3 separate regions of the Mus musculus genome follow, and regions 1 and 2 are each linked to region 3. A link is a contact called in public HiChIP or PLAC-seq data. All regions are on one chromosome and are shown on one strand. The core of a region is the stretch at or near the end of the contact, and the rest is flanking DNA. Distances in the headings are between cores, read along the strand shown. Region 1 overlaps Dnmbp (dynamin binding protein). Region 2 overlaps Got1 (glutamic-oxaloacetic transaminase 1, soluble). Region 3 overlaps Entpd7 (ectonucleoside triphosphate diphosphohydrolase 7).

Region 1 (2,700 bases), core at 114-2,613, 220 kb before region 3:
GGGAAGGTGTTTCCTCTGCTTATAATTTATTGAGATTTTTGTGTCACGGACAGCTGGATAGCTGTTAGCCCCTTACGGAACACTCACAGAATTTGTCCTCTAGGAAACAAGATGGCGTCACTCCGGCGGCAAACCCAAATCCTGAGCCTGATGTCGAGTCGTTACTAGCATAAATAAGAGCCCCCCAGGATTTCTGTACTCTCCGTATATTAATGTATGGTCAAATCCCGAGGGTCTAATACTTCACAATGAGGCCACATTTTCCTTCTGCTGTTGAAAGTCAAAATCTAAATAGCTGTGTCCTGAAGGAGAGTCACGTATTATAACTGTAGTCGTCAGTGTGATCATCAATAAAGACACAAAAGAACTTACCCTGGTTCAGTTTCTACTCTAGGTATAACCCTTAAGGATCTCCTAAGACATACTGCAGTTATTTAACACGTGGACATAGGTGGCCTTCAGTGACAGCTGCTGGGCACTTAGTTACCACTGTCCCTGCTTTCCCACTTTAAACCAGTATTTTCCCCCTAATTCGTGTGTGTGTATAAAATTGTTATTATTATACATAGAAAGTTTGTAAAATATAGAAAAGCAAATCCCTATAGCCCCAGCTTTGGTGCCAGCCTGTTAACTGACTATTTCTATGCTGTGGAGGAGGGGATGCGCTTAACCCCGTGGTTCCAGAGCCTTCCTCCTTGTACAGGGTTAGGCCATTAGCTCACTTTGGTCTCACCTTGGTCCTCTGGGAAGGATGGAGGAGGGTAACAGGCTGTAATTAGCTTTAGGCGTGGGGAGAAGTCTGCTGGTCCCTTGGACCAGACTGAGCCTGAAGGCGCCACAACGTACTGAGCCCCGAACCCCAAATGAATCATCACAGCTGAACTCGGAACATTTGTGGTCTGGACCCCAGTGGAGCAGGTCCCAGCCCCGGAAGCAGGGAGGCACTTATAGGATGATGTAATGTTCTTTAGCACAGGTTTAGACCCTCCTTTTTCTCCCCCTTCAGATCACAGTTTCCCCTTTCACAAAATAAATAAATGGAGTGAAGAAAATAGCTTGTTCTTTTTTTTTTTTCTTTTTCCTTTTTTTTTCTTTTTTTTTTTTAAGTAAAGGTCTCATTGTGTAACCCTGGCCTCTGGCCTGGAGCTTGCTATGAAGATCCTGCCGGCCTAGGAATTTCAAAGATCCTCCTGCCTCAGCCTCCCAAGTGCTGGAATTACAGTGTGCAGCAGCAGCAGCACACCTGTTTTCTCTTGACACTGAAATAAACCTCCACCATAATTGTTTTGTTTCCCTAATCTCTGCTTGCCCCGTGGTCTGTGCTTTGGACATGTGATCATATAAATAGCAGGAAGTGAGCTAATTCCTAAGTTAACGTTCCTAGCATCAGCATGTTCAATTCCACACAGCTGTACTTCCTCCTTATGCCCATCCCTGGATCCTGACCGGCTGGAATGTGTCCCCAGTTTGCATAACCCTTGCCACCGTCTGGAATACAGCCGACACCTTACTCAGCCCTTCAATAAATACCCAGGCACCTCACTGTGCCCCTTCAAACGAATCCATCTTATGGCCCAGACAGGAAGCCTGCAGGAGTGGGGGGATGAGAAAGTACACTTCTCTGCCTCCTTCCGATTCTCTGGCAGGGTGGGGGAGTGGAATCCCATTTGCTCCCTGACAGTGTGAGCAGAGTCTAGCACCCTGTCCACCCAGGTAGGCTCTGCCTTTGTGCCAGCCTCTGCTTGGGGGGTGGGGGTCTGGGCATGAGGGTGAGGAGGGCGTGATGTGTTTTTTCCGGAGGCAGAGTGAGGATCTGGGATGCTGACAGCTATGATGGGAGCCGACCAGGGGAGAACGCCTGGTGCTGACCTCCAGCCATGGGGTCTGGGCCCCGTGCACGCCAGGCAGGCATTGTTCTCATGCTGCTGCTGCTGTGATTCTTTCAGCACAAATGAGCCTGCCCCCGTCAGCAGAAAAAGTTGCAATGGATGTGCCGAGTTGTACCTCACTCCCCAGCCTCACACCCGTGACCTCCCTTTTCTGGTTTGTTCTCTCCTCCCATCTCTAGTAAAGTAGACACTTTGTTGCCCTTTCTGTTGTTTCTGAACAATAAGTAGTGTTCTGGATCTGGCTCTGCGCTGTCAGGTCGCTGTAGTACCTCATTGGCCAGACCTCCTATTCAAAGCACAGGGTGGGATAGTTGACTGACAGCTGCTACAAGGATGGGATAATGCTGTCCTGAGGCCAGCGCTGTGGGGAGACCTTATCTTCAATATAACTAATGTAATATACTATACCAGCAGTGAGCGGGTTAGCCATTTACATGAGCGCCTGGCTCGTGGAGTCTCCAGGATGATCACAGGTGGAAAGTAACGCTTTAGCCCTCAGTCTAATGTGGCGAAGCTCGATATTCTCGGTAAGGAACCTTATGTAAAGGTCTGTGGCCGACAGTAACTGAACTCTACCCAGCCTTCAACTCATGGCGGTCCTTCTGCCTCAGCTTCCCAAGTGCTAGGATTATAGTCACACGCAATCGTTTTTTAATGAACTAATTATGCATGTGTACTTGTGTGGCTCTTGGGGGCTCCCCTGTACCATGGTGCACTTTTGGAGGTCCAAGGACAAGCTTCAGGCGCTGGGCTTTGCCCTTCTTCCGGCTTGTTCAAGGCAGTCTCCCTGCTGCTGCATAACCTGGGCTCG
Region 2 (2,700 bases), core at 62-2,561, 210 kb after region 3:
CTCCTGCCGAGTGGTCGGATCAACATGTGCGGCTTGACCACCAAGAACCTAGATTACGTCGCTACCTCCATCCATGAAGCCGTCACCAAAATCCAGTGAAGAAACACCTCGTAGTTCACGCCACCAAAGCAGTTCTTGTCACACCTTTCCTGCCTGCGCAAACCTAGCTGTACCTAGCTGTACACGTCCTTTATTAGAGATGACCGAGGGGAAGCAGCTGCTGTTTAGCTGACCCCCCACATGAGAAGACGTTTCTTGAAATGAGCCCCGGGGGCTCTGGGGTTAGAGCCTGTTGGAAACCAGAGTAGATTAAAGTTATTTAAGAATAAAAAGAACTTTGGCTATGAGATGTAATCACCTTGCCTTCCTCTCTAGCATTCTGCAGGAGTGATGCCCACGGAGCCTTGGGCTTCTGCGTGTTGCCTGACTGTACAAAAGTCTAGTCTCAAAGATCAAGTTGGTCTGAGGAGCCGGATGTGACTGTGGGTGTTGGCTGGGGCATTAAAACTCATCATCGCCACCCATCTCTGTCTCTCGTCACCCTGATCTCCCCGCACGGTTGTGTCCCTGGTCTGGAACATTAGTTTTTTTAAGGCAACTGTGGCCAATATTTATATCATGACATACAAATGGATTTACGTATTTGACTGAAATGAAAGTTCCACTAAACGGTATTTGCTCTTGTGATATGTGGCACATTGTGATATTTTCTTAGTCTGTTCTGTTTTATTTAAAAAATAAAACTGCTGATCAAGACAAGTGAAATGGAGTTTGTGATCCATTCATGAGTTGCCACCCACAGTTTAGAATGAAGTCTTTAGAGGGGTTCACTGATGGCAAAGGTAAAGGAAAAAACAAAATGTGTTCATGAAACTGGAAGTTCAAGTAGGATCCAGGCTGTAAGTCCATGTTGCTTTTGTAGGTTTATCGTTCAGACACCAGCCATTTTCTTAAGAAACTAGGATGATATCATTTAGAGGGATTCTAGAATACCAGCTCTTTCCGTCACCGCTGGAGCTGCTATGTCCCTAGTGTATTGAAAACATTACAGCTGCTTAAACATCACAAGTTCCAGAGTCCCTGAACTCTGGGAAAAGGGTGGGTCTGGAAAAATTGGTAGGGCTATGCCTTACTTTAAGCAACAGAGTAACCACTTTTCAAAATATTTAAGAGTAGCTTTTCAGAATTTCCCAGGACTCCCTTGAGGTATAAAAATCCCACGATTTTTAAAGATGGTCGGCTCCAGAAGTCACCAGGTCTAGCCTGGCTACCGCAGTGAAACAGTCTGCTTGCTTCCTGTTGTCTCTGACTCACCCCCTTTCCTCTGGGTGTGGTACGGAATTCTTTCCAAGCTTACCAAGACACCCTGTTCTGTTAGTAGGGCCTTTTAGTTTAAAAAAAGACCTTTGACCTTGAGCCAGAATTTGGACTGTTGCTGTCATTCTGCCGTCATTCCTCATTCCTTTCTTTGAATCAGTCTGTTGGTACTGAAACAGTCTGGCTTCCTGCCTTCGGAGAGGAACGGTGGTTATCCCTGGTCTGGCTTTCCTTTGCAAAGCCCTCCGCCCTTGCAGATCCTACCATCTGGCTGGGCTGACTCTCTGTAGGTGCCCCAGGCTGCTGGGTGTGGACGAGGTAAAGGTTATTAGACGTTAGCTTGCAGCTTGTTTCCATTTGTATCCTTTATTGAGGTTTGTTCTTTCAGCTCTAGGATGCTGCCTTCCCTGGAAGAGTTTCTTGCATTCTCCCTAGGGGTGGCTTAAGCCATCAGACTCCAGTACCTCTGATGGGGACAGACTTGGTTGTTGTGAGCAAAAGAGCATTGCTTGTTGCTCTTGCAGAGGACTGGGGTTCTGTTTCTAGCACCCACATGAAACCACAACTGCCCGGAATTCCAGATCAAGGGGATCTGACGCCCTCTTCTGGCTTCCAGGGGTACCTACATATGCTAAGGCATACACATAAATAAATCTTAAAAAACAATTTTGATCAATGTGGCCCTCCAAAATGTCCTACCCAGTAACCACCCCCCACCTTTTTTTTTTTTTTTTTTTTTTTTGAGACAGGGTCTCTCTGTGTATCCCTGACTGTCCTGGAACTCACTCTGTAAACCAGGCTGGCCTTAAACTCAGAAATCTGCCTGCCTCTGCCTCCCGTGCTGGGATTAAAGGTGTGCGCCACCACTGACTGGCTCCCCAGTAAACTCTTACTAGGGCATACTTTTCTTGTTAGGGAAAGAGAATTTTTCTTCTAGTTTTTTATTTTTAAATTTATTTTATAAAAATTTATTTATTAGAAAAATTTCTAATTTTTCTTCTAGGGGGAGTGCCAAAACTATTTAAATTAAGGAAACAACTTTAAGTCTCAATGCCAGTACCAACATGCTAAAAAAGTTTTTAGTATTTTAAAGAAAAAAAAAAAAGATGAAGTGGGACAAATTGGTTAGCGTGTCCTGTACTGTGTCTGGGGTTCTGTGGATGTTTGGGGGACACTGCAAGAGCTCTCAGATGTGGGTGCATGGTAGACTTCAGAGGTGGGCAAACAGAAAACTCCAACTTGCCAAAACTTCAATCAAGTTGTCCAAAGGCATCAGCGCCTTTGAGAGGCAGTTTTGAGAAATGAGTTAAGCAGCCTTTATTACACCACCTGCTAAGTGTAGCCCAGAGAAAACAGCCTTTAGCGTATTAAGGAAAGAATAGC
Region 3 (2,700 bases), core at 143-2,642:
TGGGATTACAGGTGTGTGTTGCCACACCTGGCTTTTTATGTGAGTGCTGAGGGATCTAACTCAGGTCCGCACGCTTGTGTGGCAAGTCCTTTACCAACTGAGCCATCTCCCCAGGCCCAAGGTCACCTTCTTTCAAAAACTGGGGCTAACTGGGCACAGTGGTGCATGCCTGTAATCTCAGAGAAGTAGCGGAGACAGGAGGATTGCCAGCCAGCAAGTTCTTGGGCTACACAGTGAGACCCTGTCTCAAAGACAGAAAAGAAGTGGTAGCAAATTATTACTTTGGGTGTGTCTGGGCCACATGAGAATATCAATACAGTGGTGTATTAAGGAAGAAAGAGAACTGCACAGTAATTGCAATAAAAGGAAAACCCAAAACAACAGTACCTCAGCCTGATCACTCCTTGAGTTAAGGTCTCCCCACACCTTAAAGTAATAACTTGTTTCACACTTAAATGTAAACTATCCATAACTCCTAGGGCTGTTTGTTCCAAAAGTGCAACTAGCTAATCAAAGGTCCGTTTGGAATCATTAAATACTAAGCAGGGTGCTCAGTACTGTTAAATCCAGATATGTGTGACCTCTAGATGCAGCCATGTGAAACAGATCACTCGTGCAGAATGTGCAAAAAGACCATGCAAGCTGGGCAGTGGTGGCGCACGCCTTTACTCCCAGCACTTGGGAGGTAGAGGGAGGCGGATTTCTGAGTTTGAGGCCAGCCTGGTCTACAGAGTGAGTTCCAGGACAGCCAGGGCTATACAGAGAAACCCTGTCTCAAAAAAAACAAAACAAACAAACAAAAAAAAGACCATGCAGCTGAACCAAGCCAATCCTTGAGGTGCACAGAGAAATCCCAAACACCTGCTGAGGAGCCCCAGCTCCGCCCCGCCCAGCCCCGCCCTGCCCCACCCCGCCCAGCCCCGCCCAGCCCCGCCCTGCCCCACCCCGCCCAGCCCCCCCGCTCAGTACCTTCCTGTTTCCCAGAGATCACTTCGGCCTGAGACTGTGAAAAGAGGAAGTCAAACTCCAACGGCAAATCTTTCACTAAATCTGCCAAGATAGCCAACTGTTGCCTGAGGAAGAGAAAAAAAGAAAAAGAAAAAAAAAAAATCCCCAAGTTAATTATTAACCACCTTTTCACCTGCCACCAAGGTGGCCCCTGAGGCTAGGGTAGAAAGAGTGCTTGAGCCCAGCAGCGGAGGGCTAGCCTGGGGAACATAGTGAGTCCCCATCTCTTAAGCAAAATGAAAACCTCTTCTCACAAACGCCTTCCGTTTAGTCTTGTTATGATGCCGCTCCATCTACCGCGTGCCCTTGTCTAACTCTGCGCCCTTTTGGTTCCTAGTTTGTCTTCAGAGGTTCAAACTGCATGCAAAGAGCAGGCTCCTATACAAAAGGCAACGCCCTTTAAATACTGCCTAGCTCAGCGTTGAGCGAGGAGCACATGGCTTCATACCTCTGGGAGAGGATGAGTAAGTCAGGAAATCACAGATCCACGGTCCATAAAATACAACTACATTATTCCTAACCACTGTGATAGCAAGACGTCAATTACAGAACACAAACTCGCCCTCAGAGCTTACACAATACAGACAATGCCTCGTGACTACACAGTCTATAATGGGAGTCCCACAGGCTTTGACATAATCTTTTATGTAAGCTAACGATTAACTTTTTAATCTCCTTTTCCACGTTTCAAGGGTTGACTTTTTTCTGTATAAAAACCTTATCATTTGAAAAACCCAGATGAGGTTCAAAACCCAAAGTTCGTAAGAATTTTCATTTCAAGGGTGTGACATTTGAAACTTAGTACCTATGTAGTACTTTTGTTTCTTCTGAGATTTTAAATGCTTCCCTGGGATTATTAGACAAAGTAAAAATAAATAAAGCAAAGGATAATAATGTGAGTCCAAGGAAAATGTTAGTTAAAAATGAGACCAGCAGTCATCTCAGATTTGTACTGGGTGTGTGTGCGAGTGTGTGTGTGTGTGCGAGTGTGTGTGTGTGTGTGTGTGTGTAAGCCAGGAGTTGGCACTGGTGTCTTTCTCAACTAGTCTCTTCCTTTCCAAAAACATTAGATTTACTCATTTTATGCGTGGTTTGCCTACTCGTATATATGTACCACATGCAAGCTTGGGCCTGTAGAAGTCAGAAGAGGACATCAGATCCCCTGGGGCTAAAGTTACAGATGTCTGTGAACCACTATGTGTGTGTCAGGAATAGAACCCAGGTCTTAAACAAGAACAACAAGTGCTCCTAACCAGTGAGCCACCTCTCCAGCCCTCTACACTAGCCTGGGTCTTTTCAGTGAACCTGGAACCTTCTGGTTTGGTTAGACTGGCTGCGGAACAGAGCAGAGCCCTGGGTTACAGAGAAGACTCTCTGTCCCGGCTTCTTTCCAAGCACTTTTATATTGAAATGTCCTACAGTTAAGAAAAAAAAAGAGTCTCACCAACATGACTTCCAAACCATGAACTGAGCAGGGGTAATACCAATGAGCATGCCAAAGCGGACAGGGAAAAGGCCACAGGTCTCAGCCCAACACAAAGGGGTACAGGCAACCAAGGGAAATGGAGAGCAGGAAAGGTGGTCTTCCGCAGGGAAGAGAACACCAGTTGGCTGTCCGATGCCAAATGGTCAGCCGAAATAATACTATTTATTTATGTACATAGATATTCCTAAAAATTACTCACTCAGTGT

What was found. HiChIP or PLAC-seq counts read pairs in DNA pulled down with a chosen protein or histone mark.
Region 1: a contact with region 3 is called in an HNF4G HiChIP or PLAC-seq map of pancreatic cancer cells. The contact joins two enhancer-like sites. A contact is called at or near these places in 2 of 115 datasets of contacts at active chromatin or transcription factors (bone marrow-derived macrophages and pancreatic cancer cells) and 2 of 9 other capture datasets (liver and pancreatic islet).
Region 2: an HNF4G HiChIP or PLAC-seq map of pancreatic cancer cells shows a contact between it and region 3. The contact joins two enhancer-like sites. A contact is called at or near these places in 1 of 115 datasets of contacts at active chromatin or transcription factors (pancreatic cancer cells) and 4 of 9 other capture datasets (adipose tissue, embryonic stem cells, liver and 1 more).

Annotation. Positions count from the first base shown.
Region 1 is chr19:43,929,339-43,932,038 of GRCm38.p6, reverse strand. The region is part of intron 1 of Dnmbp (dynamin binding protein); the gene reads left to right. Among named protein-coding and RNA genes, the nearest start is that of Dnmbp, 9.5 kb to the left of the region's middle. Within about 2 kb of position 1,363, at least 46 of the 459 cell types and tissues checked have an H3K27ac peak or open chromatin away from gene starts, as enhancers often do. A contact at or near this core is called in bone marrow-derived macrophages and pancreatic cancer cells, where this site is marked.
Region 2 is chr19:43,497,817-43,500,516 of GRCm38.p6, reverse strand. It overlaps Got1 (glutamic-oxaloacetic transaminase 1, soluble), which reads left to right. Exons shown (of 9, transcript NM_010324.2): 9 at 1-765. The coding sequence ends at 99. Among named protein-coding and RNA genes, the nearest start is that of Got1, 25 kb to the left of the region's middle. Within about 2 kb of position 1,311, at least 88 of the 459 cell types and tissues checked have an H3K27ac peak or open chromatin away from gene starts, as enhancers often do. A contact at or near this core is called in adipose tissue and pancreatic cancer cells, where this site is marked.
Region 3 is chr19:43,710,108-43,712,807 of GRCm38.p6, reverse strand. Entpd7 (ectonucleoside triphosphate diphosphohydrolase 7) reads right to left here. Exons shown (of 13, transcript NM_053103.5): 6 at 970-1,073. Among named protein-coding and RNA genes, the nearest start is that of Entpd7, 22 kb to the right of the region's middle. Within about 2 kb of position 1,392, at least 125 of the 459 cell types and tissues checked have an H3K27ac peak or open chromatin away from gene starts, as enhancers often do. A contact at or near this core is called in adipose tissue, bone marrow-derived macrophages and pancreatic cancer cells, where this site is marked.